2 separate regions of the Anser cygnoides genome follow, and region 2 is linked to region 1. The links are chromatin contacts, called in public Hi-C maps. All regions are on one chromosome and are shown on one strand. The core of a region is the stretch at or near the end of the contact, and the rest is flanking DNA. Distances in the headings are between cores, read along the strand shown.

Region 1 (3,995 bases), core at 694-3,193:
GCCCACCTCAAGCCTCTGCGGGCAAAGGGTTAAATCTTCGGAGCAGTGGAAGGAAGCAGCTGAGTTTCAACAACAACAAAAAAAAAAAAGGTGGGGGGAGAAGAAAGGAGCGGGAGCAGGGAAGAAGCGAGGCGAGAGGGCTGCACGGTCCCCTGATTGTCCCTTTGGCTGCTGTAGAATAATAAAAATAATTAATAACAATAGTAACCCCCAGCCTTTCTTTTCTATTTGGCTGCATCAGGAAGTGCCTCTGGCCTTGAAGCTCCCCATTACCTCTCTTCCTCCCCCCCCCCCTCCCTCCCCAGTCCTTTCCCTGGGAAGTGAGAAGAAAAAGGTCTGCAGCTGACAAATATTATCCATCCTTTTCATCGATCGGAGCATATACAGATGTGATAGCTTGATGTACCCTGCAAACCGGCTGATCCATCGCTTTCTCCCTCTCTCGCTGGCTCTGGTTCGGCCCCCTCCTCCTCCCCCTTTGTTCTCCCCCCCCACAGCCCCCCCCCACTCCGCCTTTCCCTCTCTTTAAATAGATTTCAAGGCGCTGCCTGTTGGAGAGCAGCTCTCCAGAGAGAGCGAGCTATTGCCTCCCTGCCGATAGCCTCCCCCCTTCTCCGGTTTCCAAACAGAAAACAATCCCCGGGCCGAGGGACCTGCGCTGGGGCTTCGGGAAGGAGTAAACCGGCAGCGAGCGAGCTGCAGGAGCGGCATACGGAGGCAGCACGGTCTCTTCCCTAGCCCTGCGCACAAAAATAAATAAACAAATAAATAAAAAATAGATTAAAAAAGGCCAAGAAAGACGATCGCCCCGTGCGGGCTGCCGTAGCAGGCACCCGCCATCGGTTTTTCCAAAGGTTAGCCGAGGTCCCCGGCTCTCGCAGACGGGAGGCGTTACGAAACCGCCTTTGTATGTGCGGGCGCTTACATAAAGCGGGGGAGACGGCGACGGGGAGCGCGGAGCCTGCCCCGGGTCGGGGCTGCCCCGGGTGGGCGCCGGGCACCGGCCCCCGAGCTCGGTGCGACCCCCGCGGGCGGCCGGGCCGAGGAAGGGGCGCTCCGGGGAGCCGGCCCCCGGCCCCGCCGAGGCGAAAACGGAGCGGGAGGAGGAGGAAAAAAAGTGCCGCTGGGAGAGATGCTGGGCTCTGCCCTCCGCGTGCCGGTGCGAGAAGGAGTTAAAGGCAAGCTGCTTTTTCGATCGAGCTGCTTCCCCGAGCGTCGGAAGGAGCGGCTTGCTAGAAAGCCGTCCATCAGCAACCAGTCCAACCTGCCCGTGATAATATGCGATCAACACCAAATCACCCCCGCCAGGCACGATCCATCATCGCTCCGATGCGATGGGCCCTTGTATGGCTGTGTCTACACGGGGGGCGGGCGGGGAGGGAAGGGGAAGGGAGGGAGCGGAAAGGGGAGAGCGAGAGCGGGCGGGGGGGCCGCGCCAGCCACCGGAATGGGGCTCGCAGCCGCCCCCCCCCCCGGCTCTCGGCGAGCCCCAGCCGGCGGAGCCCGAAGTTGCGCGGCCGGGGCCGAGCGGGGAGCCTGGCAGCCGGCCCCGCCGCCGCCTCCGCCTGCCGTCAGCCTCCCTTCCCCCTCCCCGCTCCTCCGGGGCCAGCTTGACTGGCGTAAAATTAATAATTAATCGGGTGAAATTGATTAAAGGGCTCGGCGCGCGATGGGGGCGCTCCGAGAGCCCTTCCCCTTCCCAGCCGCTCCCGGGGACTCGCCGCCGAGCCGGGGGAGCTCCGGGGCAGAGCCCGGCCCGGGCAGGAAGGAAAAGGGGAGGAGGAGGAGGAGGAGGAAGGCGGCGGCTGCAGCAGCAGCAGCAGCAGCAGCAAACGCCGCCGGTGCCTGCGGGCTGCGACCGAGAGCGGCCGCGCTCGCAGCAGCAGCAGGCGGGGGCTGGCCCCGGGGCTGGCTCGGCTCAGCGCAGCTGGGTGTGCGTGCGTGTGTGTGTGTGTGTACAAAGCCGGGGCCCGGGAGCTGCCCGAGGGCGGTGCTCGGCACCGCAAGGCCAGCCTTCCACCCCCCCTTCCCCCTTTTTTTTTTTTATTTTCTTTTTTTTTTTTTTTTTTCCCCTTGCCGCGCTCGGTCTCCGCCACGGAGGGAGCGGGGAAGCGCAGGGGACGCGGCCGGGCCGGCACACGCCTCAGCCTGCAGCCCCGCGGAGGTGGGAAAGGGTTAAACGTCGGAGGGGGACGGGGGATGGGAGGCGAGGGGAGGGAGGGGGGCTGCCGAGCAGCGCTGAGCGCAGGGAAACCACAGCGCACCTGGGCTCGGCTCGGGAGCCGGAACGAGCCGCCGCCTCCTCCTCCTCCCTCCCTCCTTCCCTCCCTGCCTCCCTCCCTCCCTCCCTCCCTCCCTTCCTCCAGCTCGGTGCCTGCCCGGCCCGTATCGCGGCTCTATCTCTGCAGCAGCGGGAGCTCAGCTCCTCCGCTCCTATCAGCTGCTCCTCCTAACCCCAGTGACCCAGATAAGCGCGGCGGCCTCACCCCCCTCCCGCCCACCAGCACGACGTGGGGGGGGGGGGGGGCCCGGGCCGGCTTCCTCCCCGCCCCGGCACGGCTCGGCCTGGCACGGCACGGCACGGCCCGTCGCCCCCGGCCCCGGGGGGCTCCCTTCGGCCCCTCTCCCCTTGGCTCCGACCTCCGACGGGGGGGCACCCCAGCTGGCCCCGCATCCACCCCCCCCCGGCCGGGCCCTTTCGCCTCCGGCTGGGGCGGCGCTGCGCCCCCCCCGCCCCCCCGGTGCCCCTCCTGGCCCGCCCGGGGTCATTGTTCGCCTGCGCTGAGCCAGGCCGCCGTCAAAATAATAATTAAAACCAAAACAAACACCCCGATCCGGTCTTTCCTGGACACGCGGGTCGGAGCCACCGCAGCCCAAGTGTTGTTATTCCTGGACTGGAAATAGCCCCGGCTCCGCCCTAGACAATCGCCTGTCAGAGGCCTCTTCTCTTCCCCTCCCTGGAGGCCCTTCCCTGCCCTGTTTTATTTACTTTTGAAGTGTCTGGATGGATGGATGGATGGAGAACTGCGAGCGGTGCTTTCTTCCCCCGGCTCCCTGCAGCACCGGGGCTCCGGCTGAGCCTGTTACAGCAGCCGGCAGCTCCGCATGACCCCAGATAACCCGGCCCCGCGGAGCCGGGGTGGGGGGGAGCGGGGGGCACCCCACAAAACAGGAGGCATCCACCCGTCCCCAGCCCCGGGGGGGGGGAAGGGGGGAAGGGGGGGGGCGTCCCGGCTCCCCTCCGCCTTCGGGGAGGCGGAAAAAGGAGCCGGCAGCCGGGCCCGTAACGCCACGAGGGATAAACACCAAAGTTATCAGCAGCCGTGACCAAAATAAATGCCCGTGATAAAGGAGCACTGACAGGATGATCCATTATGCGGGTGTCACGGCGTACAACGAGGTTCAATCAGATCCGTCGGTTGCCGTGGACAACCGGGGAAGCGGCGGTACCGGGCTCGCTCGCTTTCCTGGTGGTGCTCGCCGGGATGGAGGTCACACAATGCCAGCTGCGCCAGGGTGGCCCGGCGCCGCGGCGAAGGGAAACACCGCGGCCCCCCCCCCCCCCGGGCTGCCCCCGCCTCGCCCCGACGCCCCTCCGACGGACGGGGGCTCCGGGGGGCTGCCCCCGGCCGCGGCCGCCCGCCCCGGGGAGCCGAGCATCCTCCCCACGCGTGACCGCGGAGACGCGCGGGGGCGAGCCCTCCCGTCTGGGCTCGGCACGGCCCGGCTCGGCTCGCCGTGGAAATCAATGAGCGTTTGTTCCGTGCGGCGCGACCGGCTTGCGAGCGATGCCCTGTTAGCAGCGGGGAAGGGGGAGGGATGCGGGGCTCCGCGGGCTCCTCGCCCCCGGCGGAGCAGCCTGCGGGGGTCGCCGGGGCACAGCCGGGGCCCCGGGCTGATCACGTCGGGGCGCCCCCGGGGGGGGGGCTCGATTAATGAAGGTTTAGGGGCAGCGGGGCCAGGCGGCCGTCCCCGTGCCACATTCCTCCGGAACG
Region 2 (4,121 bases), core at 898-3,397, 430 kb before region 1:
AGTGCCTACTCTGACGGGCTTACAGTGGGGACAGATGAGGCTGGCAAAAGGTGGGGGGGAGGGATGCAGCACGGGAGCAGCGCGCACCGCGCCGCGGGAGCATTTCCCAGCTCCTGTCTGGGGGATTTCAGGCTGCTTTGACCCGCTAGTGGTAGCTGAGCGCTGCTTGCGAGGGACTCCAGGCCCCCGGCTAGCAGCCTGAAGCTGAACTTGGGATGATTTCCAGGAATGCTGCTGAGGAAGCCGGGGCTTGGCAGGCCGCCGAGCGCAAGCTGCAGAGCCGTGCGGCTCCGAGGGCCTTCCCGGCAGCCCCACGCCGGGCTGCCTCCCACCATGCCACGATCCTGTTCGCAGCAAGGCTCTGTCTGCAGCCTGCCGTGGCTCTGCACCTCGCAGGGGGAACGCTGCTGCTCCCTGCCATGCCACAGCCTCGCTCGGAGCCGTGTGCTTGCTGGGAAGAGAGGGGATTTACGACCGCCACTGCCTTCTCCAAACGTCCTCTTCCTGAGCCGTCGTGCTCCTTCCCGGAGGTGCCCATTGCTGTTGGAGGATCGTTCCTTTCACAGCGGAGCTGCAGAAACAGGAGGAAGAGGCAGCCACGTGAACGACGGGGGGAACGCGAGTAAATCTTTGCAAAAGTTATGCCTCAGATCTCAGCGGGACTCAGACAAATTGGTCTGCATTCCTTTAACGTATTAGGTTTCTACTTACCCCGTTCATTAGCATGTTAAGCTACAAGTGCTGATAATACAAAACTCATGGAGAGACATCAATTAAAATGATAAATTACATACGTTCCTTCTGGATGAGAGGTGACGGGTTTCCTTGGTTCAGAGCTTGGTACGACTGGACTCAGAAAGGGAAAGGGTGAGAGAGAAGTGTTAAACAACAGCACCGGCCCCGCGCCAGCACACACGCTGGGACCACCGCAGACAAAGGTGGTTTGTTGCCCGGTCGCTGCCGAAGAGCGAGTTTTGGCATCGGCAGGCCCTGCGCACGGTGCTGCCACAACTGCCAGCCCTTCCGGAAAGCGGCCGGGCGCTGCCGCCGGCCACCACCAGCCCTGCTTCTCCAGCACCCACCTGCCTCAGCGCTTCTAATTATGACTTACGGAGGGCTGATTTATGGAGGACTTGACTTGCCGATACCAGAAGCGGCTCAGTAACAGACACAGATAAAGAAATACGTTAGGGAAGTGCTACTTGCATACAAAGCTTTGGGCCCCGGCGTGACTCTGGGGTTAGAGATACACGTTTCTTGGGCTCGCTCAGTCAGAGAGCCATGGGACCCTATCAGCGACACACATTATAATGTTATTGGCGGGTTTAACAACAAGCACACGGACTCGCAAGGCACATTAAGAAGCCTTTTAATTAAATGAGAGAGATTTAACGCCGCACATCAAAGCTGATCGGGACATAAGGAAGTTAAAAATAAAAATAAAAAGTAATAATAATAAAAAAAAAAAAACGACAGCCGGCCGACCCGTGCCAGCACTGCGCCTGAGGGGCTCCTGAGGCAGCACCCCCCTAACGGCTGCCCGCCGGCCGTTAGCCGCTCCCCCGCGCGCCGCCCGCCGGCCCCGCCCCTCCCCGCGGCTGCCCCGTCGCCACGGCAACGCGCTCCCCCCACGTGACCCGCGGCGGCCGCTCCCGCGAGGCCTCCTGTTACTAGGGACGCGGCGGGGGGGCTGCTCTTTCTGATTGGCCGCCCCCCCCCCCGCCCGCTCTCCGATTGGCTGGGGGTCCCGCGGAGCCGGGCCGCCGATTGGCTGGGCGCGGAGGTGAGGCCGTGGGGTGATGCCGGCCGGCGGCCGCTGCCAGGCGGCTCCGCGCCGCGGGGGGCCGCGCGCGCGCGCGGGGCCGGGCCGGCCGTGCACGCGGGGCCGTGCGCGCGCGGCCGCCGCGTCACGCCCGCCGCGCGGCCGGCAGCCAATGGGCGGGCGGCGGGAAGGCGGGCTGCACGCGGGGCCCGCGTGGCCCCGTCAGTCAGCGGCGGCCCCCTGGCGGAGGCGGGCGGGCGCCTGAGGCGGCGCCGTCCCCGCGGCCGCGGCCTCGCTCCCTCCCTCCCCGCCTCCCTCCCTGCCTCCCTCCCCCGGCGTGGGGCGAGAGGCGGAGCCGCCGCCGAGCCGCGGGCCGCCGCCCGCCGCCTTTATCTGGCCCGGCGGCGCGGGGGGGTGGCACTGGGGAACACCTCGTCGGGAGATAGGCGCTTATAAATAGGGCGCCGGGGATGGGAGCGGGGACACGGGCGGCGGCGGGCTGACGGCGGCGGGGAGCGGCTGCGGGACACGGTGGGTGCCAGCGGCCCGTGGGTGCCTTTTGTTGTTGTTGTGTTATTTTGGGGGCTTTTTCCTGGCTTTTCGGGCGGAGGGGGGAGGATGGAGGCGGCTGCGGGGTGGGAGCGTGGAAAAGCCTCGGTGCAGCACGAGCCCTAACCCCCGCCTCCCCGCAGGGCTTCCCCACGGGAAAGCAGGAGCCGAGGCACGGCGGAGGGCAGCCGGTGCGCCTAGCGAGGAGGAGGAGGAAGAGGAGGAGGTCGGCCCCGCCGTCATGATGCAGATCTGCGACTCGTACAGCCAGAAGTACTCCCTGTTCAACGCCATGAACCGCTTCATCGGCGCCGTCAACAACATGGACCAGACGGTGATGGTGCCCAGCCTGCTGCGCGACGTGCCGCTGCTGCTGGAGGAGCTGGACGCGGCGGGCGCCGTCTGCCCGGAGCGGGAGGCCGCGCTGCCGACCGGCAGCCCCGGCGCCTACTTCTCCCGGCGGGACATGTACAGCCACTACGTGCTGCTCAAGTCCATCCGCAACGACATCGAGTGGGGCGTGGTGCAGCAGCCGCCGGCCGCCGACGAGGCCGCCCGCAAGAAGGACAAGCTGGGCGGCGGGCCGGCCGAGGAGGGCGAGGCGGAGGAGGACCTGGAGCAGCAGTTCCACTACCACCTCAGCGGCCTGCACACGGTGCTCTCCAAGCTCACCCGCAAGGCCAACGTGCTCACCAACCGATACAAGCAGGAGATCGGCTTCGGCAGCTGGGGGCAGTGAGGGTGGGAGCGCGGGGCGGGGGACGGGGGGGACGGGACGGGACGGGACGGGGGGCGGCGGAGGGAGCGGGGTTCCCTCCGCAGGGCCCCCCCCCTTGTTTTGCACTACTTTCATAACGGGGGTGGGGTCTCCCCGCGTGTTCCCGGGACTGCAGTCGTTTTTACCAACGCACAAACAGAGAGAGAGAGGTGTAAATTAATCGATACTAGTTTATTAATTTTTTTTTTTTTTTTGTATGGTGTGGGGCGCGCTGTGCCTCTCCGGGCAGGGAGGGTGAGTTTGTACGTGGTGTATGAGCGGTTTGCGTAGCTGGCCGGTCTGAGGCTAAAGACAAGCCGATGAAAATAACGAGACCGGCTTAAAATTGCTCGTCTTACCCAGGACGGGACCTGGTGGACTCGCAAACACCCCAGTTCACTGGGAGGATGAAGGGTTCCACGGTTGTACATGTACTGAAGCCTATTTAAAACTTTTTTACTCAGATGTAGAGTATATTCTAAAATAAATGCAAATGTATTGACTAAAAGTGACTTAACTTTTTGGTATGATTTATGTTTCATTAATTAAATGGTATTTTTAACATCTGAAATTCATCTGTTGTTCTTATTTCTGGCACTGCCTTAATAGACGCAGAAATCTGTGCGTGTGTAAGAGATTTGCTGGTTGGTTTTTGTTTTTTCTTTTTCCAAAGGGGGTGATTAGGTAGCGATGGTAACTCGGCAGACCTAAAACTGGCAAATGAGTGAACTGAGCACACCGTACGCGTCCCGAATGCTGGTCAGCTATTCCCAACCAAGTCGTGCAGAGGTTCTGTACGAGCAGGGAGCGTGAAGGTCAGCGCCTCTTTAACAAAATCTGAGAAGATCGAGTCATGGCTGCTTGCAGGCAGCGATTCATGGGGGCTGGAGCGGAGCCTAGGAATGACTCTTGTTTTTCAGGAGGTATCTGAATGTACTGCGGGCAGCGCTTTTCTCTGCCTCCGAATAGGTCTGGGACGCTTGCCTCCCCCGTCTCCTGCATCGCCTCCTCTCCTCCGCAGCACTCTTTGGTAACTAGAAGTTAATCGGTTTT

The links. A called contact is a pair of places that touch in the nucleus more often than the background predicts.
Region 2: a Hi-C map of liver shows a contact between it and region 1, with 2.0 times the contacts expected there. The contact joins the promoter of MID1IP1 here to the enhancer-like site in region 1. A contact is called at or near these places in 2 of 7 Hi-C or Micro-C datasets (granulosa cells and liver).

What each region holds. Positions count from the first base shown.
Region 1 is chr1:120,675,044-120,679,038 of Taihu_goose_T2T_genome, reverse strand. It overlaps LOC136786650 (a long non-coding RNA gene), which reads left to right. Exons shown (of 2, transcript XR_010825871.1): 2 at 1-207. Among named protein-coding and RNA genes, the nearest start is that of BCOR, 7.7 kb to the left of the region's middle. Within about 2 kb of position 1,943, at least 3 of the 3 cell types and tissues checked have open chromatin away from gene starts, as enhancers often do. A contact at or near this core is called in liver, where this site is marked.
Region 2 is chr1:121,103,112-121,107,232 of Taihu_goose_T2T_genome, reverse strand. It overlaps MID1IP1 (MID1 interacting protein 1), which reads left to right and starts at 2,147. Exons shown (of 2, transcript XM_048052841.2): 1 at 2,147-2,293; 2 at 2,455-3,639. The coding sequence starts at 2,553. The coding sequence ends at 3,050.